Linked DNA regions of Pan troglodytes: region 1 is linked to region 2. A link is a contact called in public Hi-C data. All regions are on one chromosome and are shown on one strand. Each heading gives the region's core, a stretch centred on a gene start, on an enhancer-like site or on the middle of the called end of the contact. The rest is flanking DNA. Distances are from core to core; before and after follow the strand shown.

Region 1 (6,607 bases), core at 136-2,635, 130 kb before region 2:
TGTGGAGGCAGGCACACCCAGCCGGGCCAGAGGGGCGACATGCCCCCGCCGCGCACCCCTCTCCCCCTGCACCCCCGGGCTGTGGGCCCGCGTCGGGGGAGGGGGGAGGGAGGGGGAGGGGGCGTCGCCGCCCCGCAGTCGTGTTGCCGGGGAGCGCAACCCCGTTGCTGTGGCAACCGTTTCCAAGCGAACTGGTGGCGGCTCGCGCCCCGTTCCGGCTCCCTCGCTCACTGGCGCTCTCCCTCCCTCCGGTGTGGACTGGGGGAGGGGCTGCTCGCGGCCCGGGCGGGGGACCGGGGCGGCGACCCGGGGCCAGGGCGCTGAGCCGCCCGCGGGGAAGGGCTCAGTCCTGGGACCATCTTCCGCCCGCGCTCCGTGCCCGCCCGGCCCGCAGCCGCCGCGGTACTCACGGGCCCAGGCATCCTCCTCGAGCTCGTTCTCCTGGCTCGGGGCGAGCAGCGCGGGCCCAGCGGACAGAGCCCCGGGCCTGCGGGGGGAGGCGGCGGCGGCGGCGGCGGCCCGGGGGAGCAGACAGTGGCAGCGAAAGCGGCTCCGAGCGCTGGGCTGGAGGCGCGGGGCGCGCGCACGGGCGCGTACACGGCGGGTGCTGAGCCCGGCGTGCGCGCGCGCGGCAGCCGGCAGAGGGCCCCCCACCCCCAGCCACACGCCGCGAGGAGGCTGCCCCCGGAGGGAAGGAGGGGGAGGACGGTCACCCACCTGCGGCGCCGAGACCCGGCTCTCCAGCCCGCCGGGCTCACACCCACCAGGGCACCCTCACAGGGGAGGCACACGCCGGCCGACCCGGTCCACACTCCAGGCTGGAGCCCAGGCCACACCGGTCGTGCACGCTGGATGCACAGCCAGGCAGCTGAGGTCGAGAACCCGGACGCGCACACAGCTCAGCTCGGAGAGCACACACATGTCCAGGTCCCCGTCACATCCTGACAGGCGCTGCGCACACGCAGTGGGCAGGGGCCCCCGAGCAGGCAGGCACCCCAACGTGGCCCCCTCCCAATTCACGACCCCACTCGCTAGGTGCCCAGCAGGCGTACACCACCACATGCCTACTAGCAAGCCACGGGGAGGAGGACCTAGTGCCGAACCCACAGCCCTGGCCTCCGTGGACATGCCTCCCCCCTACCCCAGCAGGGAACAGATGACCCCTAGAGAGCGCCCCACTGTCTACCCCGAGGTCCAAGCTTGCAGAGGCCACTCTGAAGTTGGCTGTCCATCGGCCTCTTAACTGGGCTGTTTTTCGTCCAACTTCTCTACTGCACTTAAGGTGATTTGCCAAAAACCCCTCCACCACCATATTAGCTGGAACATTTGGGGTTGAAGTGACAGAACTCCCAAACAAATAGGTTTGAGCTCTACCCCGTCTCTACCAAAAAATACAAAAAAAAAAAAAAAAAAATCTGCACGCCTGTGGAGAATCGCTTGAATCCGGGAGGCAGAGGTTGCAGTGAGCCGAGATCACGCCACCGCACTCCAGCCTAAGGGAGGGGGTGAGACCCTGTCTCACAAAAAAAAAAAAAAAAAAAAAAGAGAAGGAAGAAAGAGAAAGGAAAGAAAGAAAGAAAAATAAAAAAGAAAGAAGAAAGGAAAGAACGAAAAGAAAGAGAAAGAAAAGAAAAAGCTTTGAGCTCAAAGGGGACTGGCTCATGCAACTGGCAAGTCCCAGGGTAGATTCTAGCCTTGGTCACAGTTGCTTCCAGGTGTTCCCGCAGTGGTGTCAGGCACGTATCTGCTTCTGTTTGCATCACTCTCAGGTAAGCTCACCCCAAGAGGTAGCGAGGACAACCCCAACAGCCCTAGGCTCATATCCTGCCATCTATCCCTGGAGGAAAGGGAACCCCAATTCTTTCCCCATCATTTGAGCAAAATACAAGCAAACAACTCCACGAATGATTCTTTTTGGACTCATTTGGGCTGAGTCTCTATCAGTGAACCAATCTAAGTGCCTGTGTGTTAAGGGAGAGGATATGTGCTCCTTATGCAAAGGGAATGGCCTCCCAGTACCCGCTCCCTTTTCTTTGTATACAGGCACCCTGATTTCAATGGGGGAATCACTGCCCCACGGGTGCCATCCTGGTGAAACTGTGAACCCAAGTGCCCTGCTCCCTGACAGTGCACAGCAGGCAGGTATCCAGCCTGGCCACTCAGACTCCTTGAGTTTGCAACTGGGCTCAAAGAGGCAAAACCAAATGGCTCTATCATCTTGGTTCTGGTGGGTGTCTCCTGATGAAAATGGAGCCCACAACTAAGACCCCGAAGCTCCTCCATATCCTTGGAACACCTTCTAAGTTAGCGGGAGGACAGTTCTGTCACTTGCAACATTCCCACCTGGCTCTCTCACTCTAGGTATGTGTGTGGAGTATGCGTATGCAGGGGGTGCAAGCCCAGCCCCGTCTAAACCACATGGACAGAGACTGGGGGTGCTTTTGTACATGCTGGAGCAAACACCCCAACACAACCAGTCAAAACCCTTCAGGGAATCCCCTACCTTCCAGATGAGGCCCCATCTGGGCCTTAACCCTGTGATCCTTAATCTAGCTTTCAAAGCTGGCTGTGTCTCACTGACTTCAGCTCCAGCCATTCCTTGCTTCCACCCCTGGCCTCCCATGCTCAGCCATCCTAAACCACTAAAGCCCTGGACCATCCATCTGGCTCTTCTACTTGGGTGCATCTGACCCTGTGTCCCAGAGGGCACCAATTCTGACACCTTCAGGGTCAAGGGGCCTCCCTGTTTGGTGCTGCCCCACCCCCAACCCTGTCAGCTCTAGAGTCCTCTCTTCCACAGTGCTGATCACACTGGGTCCCGCTGTTCCCATGTCTGCCTCCCTACCAGACTGAGCTCCAAGCTGCCAGGGGCCTCGTCTCCATCTGGGTCCCAGTTCCCACCACAGAGCTGGGCATGGAGGACAGCTCAGGGAAGCTTCTTGGGAAATGAATTCTGGGAGTTCCCTCTGCCAAGGACCCACTGTGTTAAGAGCTTTAAGGTGAGTTTAACCCTAGCCAAGAAGTTCCCTGGATGCCTCCCTAGCCCAAGGGGGAGCCTGGCCAGGGCGTCCTGATCCAGGTGCAGGCAGAGTGCCTCAGGGTCCTGCACGTCCACCTGGCACGCGCTCACTCTTGCATACCTGCCCAGGGCTGGGCTTTGGTATGACATGCTAACACCTACCTAAAAATCCCCCACTCCCACCTCATAACAGCCTGGGGCAGAGGGGCAAACCCACCCCAGGCTCCTTTCTCATGATACATGGGTAGGATCCAGCTTTCCCATCATTACCTGGTTTCCTCCCCACCCTGCAATGGCCACTTAACCAGTTGGAAGACCTTGAGCAGGTCCCCGCTCCCCTTATTTCCCTTAGGTTGATGGGAAGCAGCAGGCACTCCACATGTCATGAGTGGGGCCACAAAAGGCCCCTTCTGCCAGGCTGCTGGCTTGGCACCTTCTGGCTGTGCTTAAGCCAGGTGGTTAGTTTGGTACTCAGCACCACTCCCCAGCAGGTGGGAGTCCTGCGGTGGCTTGGGAACTCAAGGGGCTGGCTGGCTGCTTTGGTGGATTCTAACAGCTGCCCAGAAAGGTGATGGGTCTTACACCTACCTTTCCATATCAGGGAAGCGCCTGTGCAGGGCCAACTTGAAAAGTGGCCAGGCTGGGGCTTGAACCTGGAACTGTCAGCTACAAAGCTCACGTGGCTCCTGCAGCACTGGGTGCCCAGTCCAGAGGCCAGGAACAAGCTTGATGGGGCTTACGGGGCATTCTCAGGGAGCTGGGGACACTGGGAGTCTACAGAGCAGTGATGGGGTTGCCAGATCTGGGACAGACTGGTAGGCAACAAGCTCTCAGCCCCAGAGCCCAGGCAGGAAGCTCCCCTTGAGTGCCTCCCAGTCCCCCTTCCTCCCAGGTGAATGTCCACTTCGAGGCCGGCTCAACCACCGTCTTCAGAGAACTCTCCCACACTGGCCACAGCCTATCTGCCAGCGTCACCCACTGTCTAGGTCTTTGCCCATAATGTGTCAAGGGCAAAACAGAGGGGTGGATATGATGCACGTGCCTCAGCCCGGGGCCCGTACATGGCTGGCGTCCAGGTAACGCAGGCCTGGGGCAGACATTCCTTACACAGCTCCCACCCTACTCTCAAGTCCACATTTAGGCAGCCAGGCCACCTTAGCCTTGGAGGGAAGGACACCAACGGGGCCCGCCTTACCAGCAGTCAGAAACAGACCCACATCCCAGTGGGCACCCAAGGCTTCTTTCCTTAGGCCCCATCCCATTTAGGAAGTTGGGAAACCCACTGGGTGAGCCCAAAGGCTACCAAAGCCTGGCTGTCTGGAGAGGCTAGTTCAGAGTCAGCCCTGGGGGCTCCTGGGCCTCGGAAGGGCACACCCTGCTTCCCTCCAGGCCCACCTCCAATCCCTTCCCGCTTCCAGCTGGGCCAGGGGAGCAGGAAGACCCCTGGAGCACCGGAAGCAAGAAAGAGGCAGGCAGGGGCGGCTAGCCAGGTTTGTGCTCGGACTGTATTCACACAGAGACATGTGGCAGCTTACGTTGGACAAAACGAGTAATAAAAATTGGCTTTAAATATGGAAAAAACAGGGCCCTGTAATCCCATGCTACCCTAACACTGGGACCAGGATGGCCATCACAGTCTGGGAAGGGCCAGGGCTGGGGCCTGGGGCACAGGCACAGCCTCGCCCTATCCCCTTCACCCATACAGGTACACACGCGCGTGCACGCACCCCACAGGCGCACACAGGAAGGGGCGGATTATTGCTGGGCACATGTGTCTATTGTTATGAGGGGAGTCCGGAATGTTTGAGGGTTGACCAGGGATGCCCCACCCCTTTCTAGGGGCTGGGCTTGGGCGTTTCTGAAAGAGGTGTCTGCAGGACAGAGCCCAGTATCAGGGACCAGGCTGTGGGAGCTGGAAGGCAGAGGCAGACCTATCTGGGCCGGCCAGGGCAGTGGGCTGATGGGTATCACAGGCAGCCCAATCTCTGGCCGCTTTGGCACAGGCCTAGGGCATACAGAGGCCCCAGACCCAGCGCTGACAAGCACTGAGAAGGGACAGCTTTGGGCCCCAGAGGGTAGCAGCCTGAGCCCAGGGCAGCAGGGGGAGGCACGAGTCTTACTCAGAGGCCAGGGGTGGCCAGCACAGTGCTGAAGGCTCAGGGGTGTGACCACCCTCAGCCATCCAAGCTGGGCCAGAGGAGCCTTGAGTTTGGCAGTGGCTCCTCTGCCAGCTCCCACTCTCCCAGCCAGGGCTGGCTGCCCCCAGGAGCCAAGGCGGGGGCGCCAGGTCTGCGGTGGGAATTAAGAATGCTCTGGTCGCTATATACATTCGTACAAATACATAAATACAGAAAGTCCCGAGCTCCACGGAGAAGAGCTGAAGGGACGCACCTTTGTCCCAGGGATGGCCCAGGCCCTGCCAAACTCAGCCAGGCCAGGGGCTGAGGGACGGAGGACACTGGGGACAGCTCCGTCTGTGTTCCCCAGGCCACGACTTGAGTGGACAATGGGGAAGATCACTGTGCAAAACTGTAAACGGCGCTCGGAGTAGCTGCTACCGCCAACTGCTGGTGGGGGCCTCGGGCTGGGGGCTAGAGGCGGGTGGGGAGCTCTTCCTCGCTGTCGCTGCAGTTTCCACAGCAATCCTGGAGGGACGGGGAAGACACGGAGGGAGGGAGAGAGGCAGAGCAGGTGCCATTAACCACGAGGGACGTCACATGGGGCCGACTCTGCCAGGGCAGGCCAGGAGCTGCCTGAGGGGTGCACTCTGGGGAGGGGCCTCTCCACAAGGAGCCTGGAGCAGCAGCTCAGGCCACACGTGGGTGGGCGTCATTGCAGAGGCTGCCGGCAACAGACTGAAGTAAGGGGGCTGGGTAGATCCCATGGTCTGCCAGGGCAAGGCCTCTGCCCAGCCCTCTCCCCTGGGGCTGGCAGAGACAGGGCACGGGGAGACAAGCTAAGCAAAGCTGGCAGCTGGAAGGGGCCAGGGTGCAGGGAATCAAAGCAGTGGGCAGGGGGAGTGGGGCGGGCACCAGCCTTCTTTCTCCCACATCTTGCCTTTGCCATGGAAGGGCTGCCCGTGGCTCCCCGAGGCCAGGCAGCAAGGCCAACCCACGGGGAGCCCACACTGCTCACCTCTGGAAAGAGAAAAGAGGCCATGAGCCCAGCCAGGGGTGGGGGACAGGCGGGAATGAGGCCAGAGACCCTGGGCACCACAACAGGACTGGAGGACGCCCACTCCCAGCGCATGCGGGCACCGGCTCTGCCTCCCACCCACCGTCCCCTGGAGCCAGGTTAGGGGCCCAGGTAGGCCGCTGCTGGGGCTTACTTGGCGACTGAAGAGTCTCTGCAGCAGTCCCTTTTTAGGAGGTGCAGGTGGCTGGCCCTTCCAGTCCAGGTCTGGGGGAACTGAGCCATCCAGCCCAAAGACATTCAGCTCCTGGAAGCACTCGGTCTCCACCATCTGCTGAGGAGCAGGCGGCTGTGACAGCTGTCCCCAGGGCAGCCTCCTGGAGCCCACCCCACCAGCAGGGCAGGCCCCCACCTCGTTCTGCCAGGGGATGGGCACACTGCCTGTGGCAAACTTCT
Region 2 (7,182 bases), core at 3,622-6,121:
TATTGACCAACAAGAGCCGCCTGGTTTATGGATGGAAGTTTCAAGGTGACAGGACAGCTTCCTATCTGGAAGACCATCAAAGAAGGTAAAAACAAATCAACTCAGCAGGTTGAATTGACTGGTGTTTGTGCTACATCTCACGGGCAGTGGCCAACCTGCCCGCACAGTCAGCAGAAGGGCAATGGAAAACTGGCCTATTAGTGGGATGCCTGTATAGGGCATGGGCCTGTGGACATCATTATGGGAGTCGGAGGGGTACATTAAAGTAGGACGTTTGATGCTCATCAGAAGAACCCCATTCCAGGATCAGGGGGTGATTGGATTCAGTCAGTGGATATTCCGGTGTGCTCACTTAAGGAGGCCTCATGATATGAGGGACATACGGGGTTGCCACAGTGCAGGGATGGACTGAGTCTAGACATGTTCCCCTTGCACCCTCTGAGGCACAAAACACCAGTAACTGTTCTGTCTGTCAACGAGAGGCTTGATAGGCAAGTCAGACTGAAGCCTGTAGCCCCAGGAAGTGTAAGTCGTGGCAGGAACAGTCACTCTGCACACTGGGCTCAGCTTCCCTGTGGTAGATGCAAATGCTCACAGCACAGTAAAAGGACTGGAACTCAGCTGGGCGCAGTGGCTCACGCCTGTAATCCCAGCATTTTAGGAGGCCGAGGTGGGCAGATCACCTGAGGTCAGGAGTTCGAGACCAGCCTGGCCAACATGGTGAAACCCTGTCTCTACTAAAAATATAAAAATTAGCTGGGCATGGTGGCAGGTGCCTGTAATCTCAGCTACTTGGGAGGCTGAGGCAAGGGAATCGCTTGAACCCAGGAGGTGGAGGTTGCAGCGAGCCGAGATTGCACCATCCATTGCCCTCCAGCCTGGGGGACAAGAGCGAGACTTCATCTCAAAAAAAAAAAAAAAAAAAGGTACCAATTTGGACTCTGCCTGGTCACATTTCTTCAGACCAAGGAACACATTTTACAGCACATAGGGTCCAACAGTGGCGGAGGCATCCTCCCCAGAGTGATGGTTTGATGAAGAATTGGAATAGGCAAGTGAAACATTTGTTGACTAAAATAGGAAAAGCCAGGCAAGGTGGCTCATGCCTGTAATCCTAGCACTTTGGGAGGCCGAGGCAGACGGATTGCTTGAGCTCAAGAGTTTGAGACCAGCCTGGGCAACAATGGCAAAATCCTGTCTCTACAAAAAATACAAAAAATTAGCTGGGCGTGGTGTTGCACACCTGTAATCCTAGCTAGTCAGGAGGCTGAGGCAGGAGGATCACCTGAGCCTGGGAGGTCAAGGCTGTAGTGAGCTGTGTTCATACCACTGCACTCCAGCCTGGGCAACAAAGTAAGACCCTTCATATATTACCAAGTTGGGCAACATACATGAAATTGGGGTAAGAGTAGGGAAGTAGGGGTAGAATAAGACAGGAAAAATATTTGAAGAGATAAGAACTGAAAACTTTTCCAGAAGCTCAAGACACCCCAGGCAAGGCAAACACCAAGAAAACCACACCCAGGCGTGTCACAGCCAACAGTTGAAAACCAAAGGTGAAGAGAAAATATTAAAAGCAGATAGAGGATAACAATACATTATATCCAGTGGAAAAATAAGAATTTCAGCTGACTTAGAAAAAATGCAAATCAGGCCGGGTGCGGTGGCTCACACCTGTGATCCCAACACTTTGGGAGACTGAGGGGGGCAAATCACCTGAGGTCAGGAGTTCAAGACCAGCTTGGCTAACATGGTGAAACCCCGTCTCTACAAAAAATAAAAAAATTAGGCATGGTGGCATGCAGCTGTGGTCCCAGCTACTTGGGAGGCTGAGGCGGGAGGATTGCTTGAGCCCAGCAGGTCAAGGCTGCAATGAGCCCTCACTGTGTCACTGCACTCCAGCTGGGTGACAGCACAAGACCCCACCTCAAAAAAAAAAAAAAAAAAAGGCCATACTACTGAGCCTACAGAGGCCTGTTTGCAGTGTTCCTCCCCGGATAGCAGGGGCTGCCAGGCACTTCTGAGACCTGTCTAGCCAGGGCTGGCCTCTTGGCTTAGCCCCTGTGACATCAAGCGAGGGACCGGCTGGCACCCAACTCCTGATCATTATGCTGCACTGCCACAACAGCCGGGGTTGGCGGGGGGGGCGTTCCAGAGGTGGCCTCTGTGTGGGGGTCTGCTGACTGCTTCTTCTGACATCCTGTGGGCATGGAGACACAGGCCCACTAGCCCTTCCTTACCCCTTGCCTATGGCTTGGCCAAGCCCCTGTTCGGCATTGGTTTGCTCTGCCGCTGAGGTCGTAGTCTGCAGGAAGAGGCTGACCCTGAGAGACGCAGGGCCCACTGCTACTTGGGAGGATGCGCTGAAGGAGGGAGGCCTGGGAACCTCCTGGAGCAAGTGACATTGAGCAGAGATGGCAGAGGCAGGGAGGTGGGCAAGGCCATGGCATGTCCCCTGCCACAGCAGGAGGAGGGGCACGGCCCAGCTCAAACTTTGTCCTGAAGGCCATGGGAGCGTGGGCCTTCAGCGGGGGCATGAGGCCTTCAGTGGGGGCGTGACCTGGTTAGCTCTGTGACTGGGGAGTGCTGCTCTCTGGGAGAGGGGAGGCTGCAGGCAGCCCAGGGAGGAGGCTGGGCAGGGGTCCAGGGTCGGAGCCAGGCTCCCGACTCCCCCGATGACTCTTCCTTGCAGGGGAGAAGGGGAAAGGATCTGGGGAACGCAGGGCCATCTCCTCCTGCACCGTGTCCATGGAGTGGAGGAGGACGGTGAGCCCAGGACTGGCTCCCCTCTTCAAGGGTCCTAACTGGGACAAAGGCCTGGGGCGGGGGGTCTCCCTTCTTCCCTTCCACTCAGGGCACAGATGCAGACTCTGCCCTTGGAGCCCAGAGGACCATAGACCCGGGTAGAGTCTGCACTGCAAGTACAGGCAGCAGAACCCCAGTTACAGTGGGCTGGTGGAGGCAGGAGGTCACAGGGCGAAGCGCAGGACCCTGCGGAGTCCAGGGCAGAGGATCTGGGCTGGTCACTGCTGGGGGGGCACTGCAGCTCCTCTGTCCAGTCCTGTGCCTAGAGGCCACTAGCTCTAGCATTTTCTCACAGGGGCCCAGGGGACATCCAAGGGCTCGGGGCAGGATCCCTGCTGGTCCAGGCTGGATCCCCCCATGCCCCGTCCCATCCTGTTCCTGGGGAGGTATTGTTCCTGTCTGGCCTGGCCGGTGGCCTTGACCCCAGCCCACATGCTGTCCCTGGCTCAAAACCGCTCTGCAGCTCCTAGGATGAAGTCCAAACTCCTTGACATGAGCCCTCCAGCCCCTCTGCAGCCCCAGCCTGACTCCCACCACCTCCTGGCCATGTCTTCAGCTCACATATGCTTCCTTCTTTCCCTTTGCTGAAAATTCTCCTCCTTCAGAACCTCCCCACCCCTATCCCACCCAGACTGGAGGCCAGGCCACCTAGGGCCCAGACATCTGAGTAGGTTCGTGTCTGCACTGCATGGTGCTGACTTTAGTGAAATAAAATTGGAAATTCATTCACAAGCCTTGCGGCTCCTTCCTTCAGAGATGGCTGATTGCAGGGGGGAGTTTGGGGAAACCCATCAGCATGTTCTGGGCCCTGCAGCCTCTCCAGTGTCAGCCTGCACCAGGCTATTTGCTCTCTGTAAGCCACACCGCCCCTGCCACGCTCCTTTCAGCCCCAGGGCCTTTGCACGTGCTGTTCCTTTGTCTAGAATTCTTTCATCTCTCCTATACTTAGATAACACTTCTTCATCCATTTCCCCAGTAAAGCCTTCTCTGACCTCACCAATTAGGTCAAATGTTCCTTAGAATGTGTTGTGGGGCACGGTCTCTCCCTGTGAGGACCTGTCCAGCTGGACCTCCGCCTTCCTGCGACTGTATTGGTGTCTTTCCCTCTCAAGCCTATGAGCTCTGCAAGGGCAGGGACCCTGTATGATTTTGCCTATCATATGTCCTCCAGCCCCCAGCACAGCGCCTGGTGTCCAGTGAGAGCTCAGCAAATATTTTGTGAGTTAAGGACAGGCGGCTGGGTAGATGGATCGTCTGCCTAGACAGGGCAGTTATTCCGCTGTGAGCAACTCTTAGAGAAACTTCATTTTTTTTCGGCGCCTGGCCGAAACTTCAAGATGTTTCCCGGCCAGGAACGGTGGCTCACACCTGTAATCCCAGCACTTTGGGAGGCTGAGGTGGGTGGATCACCTGAGGTCAGGAGTTCGAGACCAGCCTGGCCAACACGGTGAAACCCCGTCTCTACTAAAAATACAAAAATTAGCTGGGTGTGGTGGTGGGCGCTTGTAGTCTCAGCTACTTGGGAGGCTGAGGCAGGAGAATTGCTTGAACCCGGGAGGCGGAGGTTGCAGTGAGTCGAGATTGAGCCATTGCGCTTCAGCCTGGGCGACAGAGCAAGACTCAAAAAAAAAAAAAAAAAAAAAAAAAGATTTTTCCCAAGGAACTGAGGCCTGACTGACATGTGCCTGTGTTTAACCAGGACTGTCTCTTTACAGAGCATCGATCCCTCCCACCTTCCCTCCCCTCTCTATTTTGGGATTACTGGAGTCACAGACTCAGCCCGTGGCTGGCAGCAATGCTCCACCCTGCTACAGCTGCGTTCATCTTCCTGTCCCCAGATGTGGCCCCACCTGCTGGTGCTGAGGCTAGAAGTCATCACAGCCACTCCTTCGGCCGGCTAGGAGAGTCAGGTGCAAGAAGGGTTTATGGACTCTGAGTAAGGCAAGCAGGGGCTGCCTGGGAGGCAAACGCCGCGGTCTGGTTGCACTGGCCTTTGAGATGGGCGGCTCCTTCATGCCATGGGCACCGCAGAGGCATTGGCTCTGATCCTTCAACGCTGTCGCAGGGCTCCTGAGGCTTAGAGACGGAGGTCACCTCCTGAGTCATACACAGCTGAGGCATCAGTGACAGGAGAGGACCCCAACTCCGTGGATACCAGAGCCCCAGGCTCCGGAAAAGGCCATTTCGCGTGCCTCCAGGGTATGGCCTGCCTGAGGAAGCTGTTACCCCACTGACGTTTTCGTAGCAACAACAGCTTCCTCACAGAAGAGGAGGGGGGCCGAGATATTATTCCCATTCGACACAGTAGGAAGCTGGGGCCCACGGGGGCCTTCGGGGGCAGATGGCAGGCAGGCTTGGGGACAGACCCCGGAGGGCAGGAGCCGGGTCCGTCGCCCCTCCGCCGGCGCCTGCGCATTGAGGCCCAGCTCCCCTCTCAACCCCGCCCCATCGCTTGGGTTTTCAAATTTGAAACCTGCTTCTTTTCCCGCCCGAACGTGTGGATCAGCGGCGGGAGAGGGCGGGGCAGAGCGCCAGCCAATAGGGCATCAGAGGCTCCCCGACCCCGCCCCGAGGATGACAACAGCGATCCTTGAGAAGCCATGTGCGAATGGGCGAGCGGCGGCCGGAGGCCCCGCCCCCGCGGCCCCCACGTGCAGCGGCTGGGCCCGGGGCTTTCAGGGGACCACCAGGCCCCCAGAGCGCCGTGCTATGTTGGGGGCTAGTCACTAGCACGGGGCTGGAAGCTGAGATCAAAGACGCCAATGAGCCGGCGTGGGTGGATGAGTGAGGCGGGCAAGAAGCAGCACCGGTTAGCCTGAGGGTTCGCTCCAGGGCCAGGCCTGGAGCCAGCGCCCTTACCTGCCCCTGGAAAGTCTGAGACCACTCGGGGCGGGGCGGCTGCCGGAGGGTGGGCTGCGGCTCCGTGGCGGGTTCCAGAGGGGCGGAGCCAAGGGCTGGGCGTTCCCGCGGGCGGGGCGTCCCGGGGGCGGGGCGGGCCCCTGTGTTTGTTGCACCGTGTCAGTTACTTTGTAACAAAAGTGCTGCAGCCGCTTGCTCCGGCCGGCACCCTAGGCCGGCCCGCCGCCAGCTGTCGCCGACATGGAACCCGTGGCCAGCAACATCCAGGTCCTGCTGCAGGCGGCCGAGTTCCTGGAGCGCCGTGAGAGAGGTGAGGAAGGACCCTTGGCTGAATTCCGGGCGGCGACCTCGCTGACACGGGCCTGGACTGGACCTGGCTCCCAGCTTGAAGGATGCACCGCCCTAGGACAGTAATCCCGGGGCGCCTCGCCCTCAACTCGAGAGGAGTCCCGGGGAGGTAGAGCAGGGACGGGTGGGGGAAATGGTCCTGGCGCCAAAAGCCTTTCCTTGACCGTGCTGTGCCTGGGGCTCCCGCTGGGACCAGGTCCAGCCCCAGCCTGACGCGGGCGGGGGCTCTCTCTGGCAGAGGCCGAGCATGGTTATGCGTCCCTGTGCCCGCATCGCAGTCCAGGCCCCACCCACAGGAGGAAGAAGCGACCCCCCCAGGCTCCTGGCGCGCAGGACAGCGGGCGGTGAGGAGGCCGGGGGCGGCGGGAGTGGGGGTGGGGGTGGGCGCCGCCCCTGGTCGGGCCCTCCTCTGCCCACTTGTTGCTTGCATCTTTTGGGCCAGGTGTCCTGCTCCAGGAAGCGTTCAGACCCCTCCTGCCATCTCCCCACTCTCCAAACACACTCACACCTTTCTATTCATTCAAGGACTATTTGTTGAGCACCTCTAGATGTGCCGGGAACTGCCAACAGCAGTTGGGGTCCCGCTTCCACTCTCACTCCCGCACCCCACACATCAGGCCACTCACCTCCCCCGCTGGCTTCCTCCTTTTCTCTCCTCTCCCCAGCCCTTTGCATATGCTGTTCCCTCCTATTTGAATGCCTCTCCCTCCACTACCAGCTTGGGAAACATCTATTTCTGCATTTAGCTGTCACCTCTGTCTGGGAAGTCCTTTCTGACCAGCTGGCAGGGGCCCTTGTTAGGACCCCCATACCCACCTAGGCAGGCTTCTGTTAAGCATTTGGCTCCGTGTGTCTTTGACTCCCCTTGCCCTGCCAGGGGACTCTGGTGTCTGAGGCCAGCATGAGGTCTCCACAGGGGACTTGTTTGGGGCAGACATCTGTAGTGGCTCTTGAGCCACTGGGGGCCCTGGGATTGGGGCATGGGCAGTGGCTGATTCCCCTTCACCCCATCCTCTCTGGCATTGGCAGGTCAGTGCACAATGAACTGGAGAAGCGCAGGTGAGTCCCAGTCCTGCCCTGACAGTGCCAGCCCCCAGGGGCCACTGCCCTCTGGCCTTCCCTCCCCTGCCATTCCTGTGGCCAGCAAGGTGGGGCTGGCACTGCCCTCCA

What was found. A called contact is a pair of places that touch in the nucleus more often than the background predicts.
Region 1: a contact with region 2 is called in a Hi-C map of induced pluripotent stem cells, with 4 times the contacts expected there. The contact joins the promoter of PRR7 here to the promoter of MXD3 in region 2. A contact is called at or near these places in 5 of 7 Hi-C or Micro-C datasets (blood, induced pluripotent stem cells, a lymphoblastoid cell line and 1 more) and 1 of 1 datasets of contacts at active chromatin or transcription factors (stem cell-derived excitatory neurons).

What each region holds. Positions count from the first base shown.
Region 1 is chr4:175,064,440-175,071,046 of NHGRI_mPanTro3-v2.0_pri, reverse strand. It overlaps PRR7 (proline rich 7, synaptic), which reads right to left and starts at 1,385. Exons shown (of 3, transcript XM_063811733.1): 1 at 718-1,385. GRK6 (G protein-coupled receptor kinase 6) reads right to left here. Exons shown (of 16, transcript XM_054684835.2): 14 at 6,564-6,607; 15 at 6,348-6,482; 16 at 4,507-5,664. The coding sequence ends at 5,611.
Region 2 is chr4:174,933,170-174,940,351 of NHGRI_mPanTro3-v2.0_pri, reverse strand. MXD3 (MAX dimerization protein 3) reads left to right here and starts at 4,871. Exons shown (of 7, transcript XM_063810895.1): 1 at 4,871-5,004; 2 at 5,878-5,974; 3 at 6,251-6,356; 4 at 7,042-7,071. The coding sequence starts at 5,905. It overlaps LMAN2 (lectin, mannose binding 2), which reads left to right. Exons shown (of 8, transcript XM_016954336.4): 8 at 1-1,576.